Linked DNA regions of Sus scrofa: region 2 is linked to region 1. Evidence: chromatin contacts called from public Hi-C data. All regions are on one chromosome and are shown on one strand. Each heading gives the region's core, a stretch centred on a gene start, on an enhancer-like site or on the middle of the called end of the contact. The rest is flanking DNA. Distances are from core to core; before and after follow the strand shown.

Region 1 (3,684 bases), core at 498-2,997:
AGCAACAGAAGTTTTAAGTAGAACCTAAAGGAACCCACGCGAGTGCTGTGGTTCAAAAATGCCTAAGCTGAAAACAGGACCAGAAAGCTTGCAAGGCACTCACCATGTTCCACAAAAACATTGCAGTGTGGGCCCCCGTGTCTCGAGGAGTCCTTCTTCCCTGCGCCTTTGATAAAGTGCAGGGCAGGCAAACTTGGCCGTCTTTGGTCCCCAAGAACTTTTCCAGGCTGCTGCCCCATAAAGTAACAGTAGGCACCCCTTTCCGGAAGAGGGTTCAAGATCTTTCAGAATGGGCAGTGAGCTAGAAGGAAAACAGTATGTATGTGGGATTTCACATTCACTGCATCGCCACAAGTCAGTCACTGAGGTCAGTCACAACAAGGCATCTTCTCCCATAAGGAAAGGAAGCGAAGATTTCAGGTTGACAATATGTAAACAGGAGTTCCGATTATTTTCGCAGTTGATCAACTTGAAGTCATATCAGGGCAATGGGACCCAAGCTGCTTGATTTTGTGTCCTTTACTGGCTGAGTAACAGCTTCTTCCCTTTCAAGGAGAAAAACCTAAACAGAAATATTCACAGGGGATGCTGTAAGACGGTCAGTAAGGCTCAAGTCATTTCGATTCCCACACATCAAGGAAATGTTGCTTGTCTTTGGATGCGCCTCCAGAACTTTTCCTGGGGAAGTCACCCACCCCCTATCTCGGTGTCTTCATCTTCCGCGGCAGATTTCCTGCCGCACTAGCTGCCGCTCCTCGCCTGCTTCTCTACCCTGCTCTCCGGAAAAGGACACGGGTCACCCGGCCTTCAGAGAGAGCTGGCCCTCGACTCTGACGAGAAGGAATGCATTGCCAGCAACTTTTAAGTCCGCTTTTTAAAAGGCCTGTGAAACCAGTCCAGGCTTTTCCTTTGCATTAAAGTTTCTGGCTGGGCTGAGACTAAGGGGGCCGTAGGTGACATTGGAAGAAGTCAGGGCATTAGAGGCTCACGGGAGCAACCTGGGGGCAAGGGGAGGCCACTTGACAGCAGGAAGGGGATTTGAATGGGGGCTCCGAGGCCACACTTGAACCCAGGAGGCAGGAGCAAGGGGCGGCTCGGGGGTAAGAGGGAGGCTGCCAGGGCGGGGCGCGGGCGGCTTACTTCGGGAGCGACGCTCCTCCACGCCTCAGGAATCGGGGTGTCCCAGGTCTGGGGAAAGAGACCACCCTCAGGGTCCCAGAGTCGGGGCTGGGCTGGAAGGGGCGAAGGACTCCCGAGGCTCCGAGGGCGGGAAGCGGGCGGAGGGGGGTAGGCCCGGCCGCCTCAGCTGCCCCTAACCTGGGGGGGGTCTCTGCCAGAGACACCCCCTCCCCCGGCCCCGGACGTTGCTACGGCCGCCGCCGTCAGGCGGTCACATCCCCCGAGCTCCGCCGCGGGACCCAACCTCCCCCAGCAGGTTAGGGCCGTGGGCAACGGAAGGGCTCCTCAACCGCGGGACCCGGGAACCGGCTCCGGCTCCAGCGCTGCTCAGGGACGGTCACCGACCCCCGTGGCCGCCATGATGGATTACGAGCAGCTCCACAACGAGGCCAGGCCCCGCCCCTGGCCCCGCCCCCGGTGACGTCCCGTGCGCACCTCGCGGGGACCCGGACCCTCTCGGCGCCGCTTTCGGGTACGCCGCAGCGCCTTTCGGCTCCAGCCTCCTTGCCCGCGAGGGCCGGGTCCTGCAGGACCTGTTAAAATGTGGTTTTTTCCCGAGAGCAAGGCGAGTGGTAAGGAAGCTCCCGCCTCCCCTGTACTGCCTTTGGTTCGCGAGAATCCGGGTCAGGGCTCTCTCCTGCATCCCATTGGCCAGTAGGGACAGTGGGGTAGAGCTTCTAGCCAACCACCTTCGGCGCAGCTCGCAAGGCGTGGCGGGAGTTGTGGTCCTGCGGCGCCCGCCCCTGTCGGTGCTCACCCGAGGCTTGCCCTCTGCTCCCGCTCCTGAGCTTCGTCCCGCCCTCCTGGGAGCCGGTGAACTCTAGCCGGCTTCGCGTAGGGCTGGCCAATGTCTCCCCTGAGCTGTTAGTAGACCGGCGAGAAACCAAAGCAAGGAGAAAACTGCGGATTGGATTTTCCCAGAACCGGAGTTGGATCACTTCCTTGAGCCTCTTTGAGAAAATTTAGCTCGCTCCTGGAAACCAAGGTATTTGGTGCCTTCACCGCTCCACCCCCCGCCTCCATTCCCACCTTTTCTCCAAGAAACATAAATATTAGTACCAGCGAAAAATAAACAACTGGAAAGCATCCGACAGACTGCTAACGAATTATTTCTTCGGAATATCAGGAGGCTCATTCTAAAGAAACAGCATTTGTTAAGAGCCTTTCGGAGGCTAAGCCAGGCACAATCATAGACGTTTGGGTGAGCAGGAAACTTTGAACTTAAACTCATACAGTGACGTGTGTTAATTTTTTCTCAATAAAACTGGGGGAATAAAAGGGGAGGGGTTAAACAGTTCAGAGATGTACAGGTATTCACATGAAAACCTCTTAGTCGAGATTGTTTAGTAGGCCTGCAGAGCTAGCCAGTGACCCAGACACACCAAATCCACACCTGCCATAACCCATTTAAATATGCAACTAAAATGTACCCTAACCCCCAATTCACCACTCCCCATGTCTCCCCAGAGCAGTGCACCTACCAGACCAGGATATACCCATTTCTAAAGGATCCACTCATCACAACACGGGTCTATACTAGGCCTATTACGCTTTTCATAAACTGGATGCTCATTTAATCCTCACTGCAGACAGCGAGGCATGTAATATCATTCCCCATATACAGATGAGGTGACTTATGGTGGGCTCGTTCTGTAAGAGTCACTATTTGAGCCCAGACTGACCTTGCTCCAAAGCCTTTGGTTTTTTTTGTTGTACCACTCCCATAACTGTTGACCTGACATTAGGCAATTGACTTCTTAGAAGTCGCACTATTAGTGGGGGGACACCATAGTCATAGTACAGACACTGTACTTTCCATTATTGGATGGTGTATTTTAGACATTTCTGCCGGATTGGGAAATGGTGCTGATGAGTTTATAGATATTGGCTTCAAAAAAGTCACTGGGAAGTACTGAATTAGGAAGCCTATGAAAACGTGTGCCCAATTTTAGAACTGGAGTTTACCTTCAGATGTTGATTGGGTTAGCTTTGCTGTCAGAAAGTAGTCTGGCTGATGAACTTGGTCCTGGTTTGCAACTTATCCTTCAAACTTCAACACCCTTATTCCCTTTACTCACCCATTATCTTATCCTGATGAGCACCCTAATTTTTCTCTTCGAAGATTTTGCTTTTCATTCCTATTCATGCTTTAATCATTTCTTGCAAATCTTCATTCTTCACTCTCTAGTTTAGCTTAAAGTTGAGCCATCAAACCAGAACGCTTACTGACCCTCGTTGCTTCTTGAACCAACATTCAGTCACTTGAGCACTGAGCTCCTGTGTGCACAGCACTGTCCTAGGTGCTGGGATACAACTGAGGCAGGGAGGAGACTCATCCTTGTCCTCCCAGAGCATACATGGGAGGGAAAGGCAATGAGCAAAACAGTAAAAATTCAAAGTACTGGTCTCAAAAAAAAAACAAAAACAAAAACCTCACAAAAACCAAGAAAACCCAAAGTATTGGTCTCGATACGGGAAATGAGATTTCCAGACCCCATGTCCTTT
Region 2 (3,684 bases), core at 725-3,224, 120 kb before region 1:
TTGTCCAGAAAGATTCCACAGCCCTGGGCAACCTGTCCCCCTGGAAGATGGCAGCTCTGCAAGGAGGACCTTTCAGGGTGAGGAGCCGGCCCCCCAGGAGTCCCCGCTTTCATACCGCAGAGCACAAGGAGAAGCCTCTAAGTGACCTGCTCTAAGGAGGGGCCCTGAGTCACACTCGGGCCCCTGAATGTGGGTACAAGAGTACAGGGTGGGGGCTGGGGGGAAGGCAGAGGTGGACACCGCTGAGCCTACCCTTCTCGACACCCACTTGCTGCCGACATGGCCCTCTTGTTAGTGATGGCTACCAAGGCAAGAACAGCTCACGAAGACGGAGTGGGGGATGCGGGGGGAGTTCCCATCCCAGCCCCTCTCTCGAAAGTCTGCCAGGTGTCCAGCTGCTTCACTGCAGGCTGCAGATGCTCCAAGCCCTCTTCTCTCTGGCCCTCGGCTGATGGGTATCTTCCCTACTGAGGGGTGACGAAAGGAGAGGAGAGAAGAGCCATCCCAAGAAGGCACCCCTTGGAAGCAGAGCACCCCCCACTTGGAAAGCACTGGCACAGTACAGGCAAAAGGGCCCGTTTTGCTTGCTGGGCTCTCGGGCAGGTCACCTGGGAGCAAGGCTCGTTACCTATCTTTCCCTGTCAGCTTGAAAGGAGCACTCCCCAGCCCAAAGATCAAGTTCACGCAATGGCACAGAATGCTAATGGCTCCCCCAAGCCCTACTTTATGCAGAATTTGTTCTTGGTCTCAGCTGATTCCCTCTCAGGCTCCACTGTTAGAAACTGCAGAGTTATGGGAGGTTTCACTGAGTGGGCAAACTCTATCCTTTTCAATAATTAAATTTACAGACCCTGAGACTTAGTTCATCTTTCAACATAAAATTTACATACCGACACGTATTAAATATTGAAACTACTCTCCCTTAAATGTACCGCAGAGCCATCTTCTAGCAGGCGGCTCCGGTGGCTTCCTTCCGAGTAGTGCTAGTGTTTGAGCCGCATTTGCTAGTGAACTGGGTGATCTTCACCAGGAATGCACGGCACGTTCACAGAGAAAGTGAAATCAGTGTTATGAACGGCATGTCATTGTGCTACGCACCCAGTTACGTAAACACTCTGGGGGCTCAGCCGGGGCTGTGCCTCCTCCCAATCATGCAGGGACCCGAAAGATAGGACTTGTCAAAGAAACTCACCAGAAACAGCTTTCCTCCTGACAGCCAGACTCACAGGCTTACGGGAGCTTAGTCTTTGGCTACCTCAGACCCTGGAGGTCTGTCCCCTGCCCCCAGCCCTGGACGTAGTGTTTACAGCCTGCAAGGCCAGGAAGTAACCCCCCCACCCCACCCCACCCTCCAAGCTACTCAGAAACCAGCAGGAAGGCAGTCCTTGAGAGTTAGGCCCCACTTAAGAGTAATGCGCCCCCCTTGACAAGGGAAGGTCAGCTATGGTTTGGCAGGCTTTCCACTGAGATGCCTGTGCCTGCCCAGCCAGGGTCAGGGTGGGTAAATCTGGTTTACACAGTTGGTATCTGTCCTGCCACCTCTGCCAAAGCTTAAGCCCAAATCCCACTCCTGTCAACCTGAACTTGTCGCTTCAACAGACCGTGAAAGTAAGTGTCAACTGGGCATCTCTCTGAAGAAGGGAAGAAAAGGAAAGACTATCGGGGGCTAAGGGAAGCGTGGGGCTTGGCAGAGGCACCCCACCCGAGTAAATATGATACAGACACAAATAACCAGAACTGAACAATGACCGGGGATGGGAGGTGGAAGAGGAAAATCAGACTTTAATTCTGTTATGTTGGCAGAGGTCTCCAAACTTTAAGAAAGCACCAAGACCGAAAACCAAATGCCAGGGTGCCTGAACACTGTGAAGACTACCCGGACTGCCAGGAAACAGCAATGGGTCTGTGTGGTGCAGTCCTTTCAAGAGTCTAGCTTGAAACTCCAAGAGTCCTGGGCTTTGGGCCCTGAGCTGATGGCCCTGGGCTGACTGACCAGCCAAAACTGCTGCTGAAAGCTCGGAACAGGAGGACGAAGGTAAACCAGAGCCAAGAGGGCGGAGGCAGAAAGAAATCCTTTGGGGCCTTGGAGAAGAATCTCTAAATCAGTTGTTTTCTAAAGATTAGCTAATTTGAAAATAAGAATCAAATTTATTCAACCCCAGGCTGTCCCTCCCACCAAACTTTAAATTTTCCCCTTAGAAATCCAAAAACGATTGCATCAAAGCTCTGCTATGTAAGCAGCTTTTGCAAAGCCGAGCCGCACTGTCTCACGCATTGCTGTAACACCTCCCCCCATTCAGATGCTGTACCACTCATTCCAGGAATATGACCCCACCCAACGGGGCCCCCTCAAGAGTGGCCCTCACAGAGCGGAGCCTCTGCAGATGTCGGCCTGATGACCCCGTGGGCTGAGAAATCTCCAGGTGCTCGGACAGCTGGAGGCAGCCTTTGCCAGGAAGGGCGGGCGGAGGCAAGATGCCTCAGACACTTGGATGAGCTGCCCGGCCTGATGAGAGGGGTGCCCTGTGCTCTACCTGGAATGAAAGGAACCTACCTGGTGCACACCAGCTTTCAGACAGAGGCTTGGCTTCCTCATCAGGTGACTCAAATTCTGCAAATCATGTGTCCATGCGGGCCTTGCGCGCCACCTTTTAATAATGCTTTAGACCCACCCCCGCGGGACAAGGTAGACAAGTTGACCTAGATCATGCATCGTCTGCATCTGTTCCAAGGGTGCTGATGACACAACTCCAGGGAAAAGAAACCCTTATCCTGCTCAGCACAAGCCTCCCCTGATCACTGTGGTGCCGCACGGCTCGCCCGTGGATAGACAGTGCAGACGGGAAGCAAGCTGTCGGCTCCAGGAGACCACCGCCCTCACGAGCGGTGCCCTCTGGTGTCCTGCTTCACTAAAAAGGCAGCCCTGCGGTCTGAAGGCTAGGTGTCCAAGGGCTCGGCACCCTGGCATGTCTTCTGCAGAAGGAAGGTCTCAGTTCTACCCACGGGATGGGAACAATGACCTGAAAAGCAAGCTGATGAGGCCGACCTCTGGTCGCACGTCAACAGCAGACTATGCTGTCTGTCACAGAGACTCTGGTGCTGGTAGAAGGACATGTGCCACAACAGAAAGCATCCGATACTGGCAATAAGGACTTTAGCCAGAAGACTCTGAGATGTGGAGATGCAGAAAAATCAACAGATAAGCACACTGAAAAAAGAAATGCCAAAAAACAAACCCCCCAAAAATCTGGAGTTCCCATCATGGCGCATCAGAAACGAATCCGACTAGGAACCATGAGGTTGGGGGTTTGAGCCCCGGCCTTGCTCAGTGGGTTAAGGATCCGGTGTTGCCATGAGTGGTGGTGCAGGTCGCAGACACAGCTCAGATCCCGCATTGCTGTGGCCGTGGTATAGGCGGGCAGCTGCAGCTTTGATTTGATCCCTAGCCTGGGAACCTCCATATGTTGCGGGTGCAGCTCTGTAAAGAAAAAAAGAGAAAGAAATGCATTGTGCATTTGTATGGTACGAGTAAACATGTGGGGATAACCATGAAAATGTTAGCAAGATTAAAAAAAGGGGACTAGAGCTATCAGGTATCACATGTTACAGGAGTTCCCTGGTGGCCTAGTGGTTATGGATCTGGTATTGTCACTCCTGTGGCATGGGTTTGATCCCTTGCCCAGG

The links. Hi-C and Micro-C count contacts between places; a contact is called where the count stands out from the background.
Region 2: a contact with region 1 is called in a Hi-C map of omental adipose tissue, with 1.7 times the contacts expected there. The contact joins the enhancer-like site here to the promoter of ABL1 in region 1. A contact is called at or near these places in 4 of 5 promoter capture datasets (fetal liver, fetal skeletal muscle, liver and 1 more), 25 of 47 Hi-C or Micro-C datasets (alveolar macrophages, brain, embryonic fibroblasts and 14 more) and 2 of 2 datasets of contacts at active chromatin or transcription factors (alveolar macrophages and skeletal muscle).

Annotation. Positions count from the first base shown.
Region 1 is chr1:270,759,704-270,763,387 of Sscrofa11.1, reverse strand. ABL1 (tyrosine-protein kinase ABL1) reads right to left here and starts at 1,747. Exons shown (of 12, transcript XM_005660524.3): 1 at 1,615-1,747; 2 at 104-562. The coding sequence starts at 239.
Region 2 is chr1:270,878,516-270,882,199 of Sscrofa11.1, reverse strand. All of the region lies in intron 4 of ABL1 (tyrosine-protein kinase ABL1), which reads right to left. Among named protein-coding and RNA genes, the nearest start is that of QRFP, 37 kb to the left of the region's middle. Within about 2 kb of position 1,974, at least 17 of the 83 cell types and tissues checked have an H3K27ac peak or open chromatin away from gene starts, as enhancers often do. A contact at or near this core is called in mesenteric adipose tissue, omental adipose tissue, retroperitoneal adipose tissue and 2 more, where this site is marked.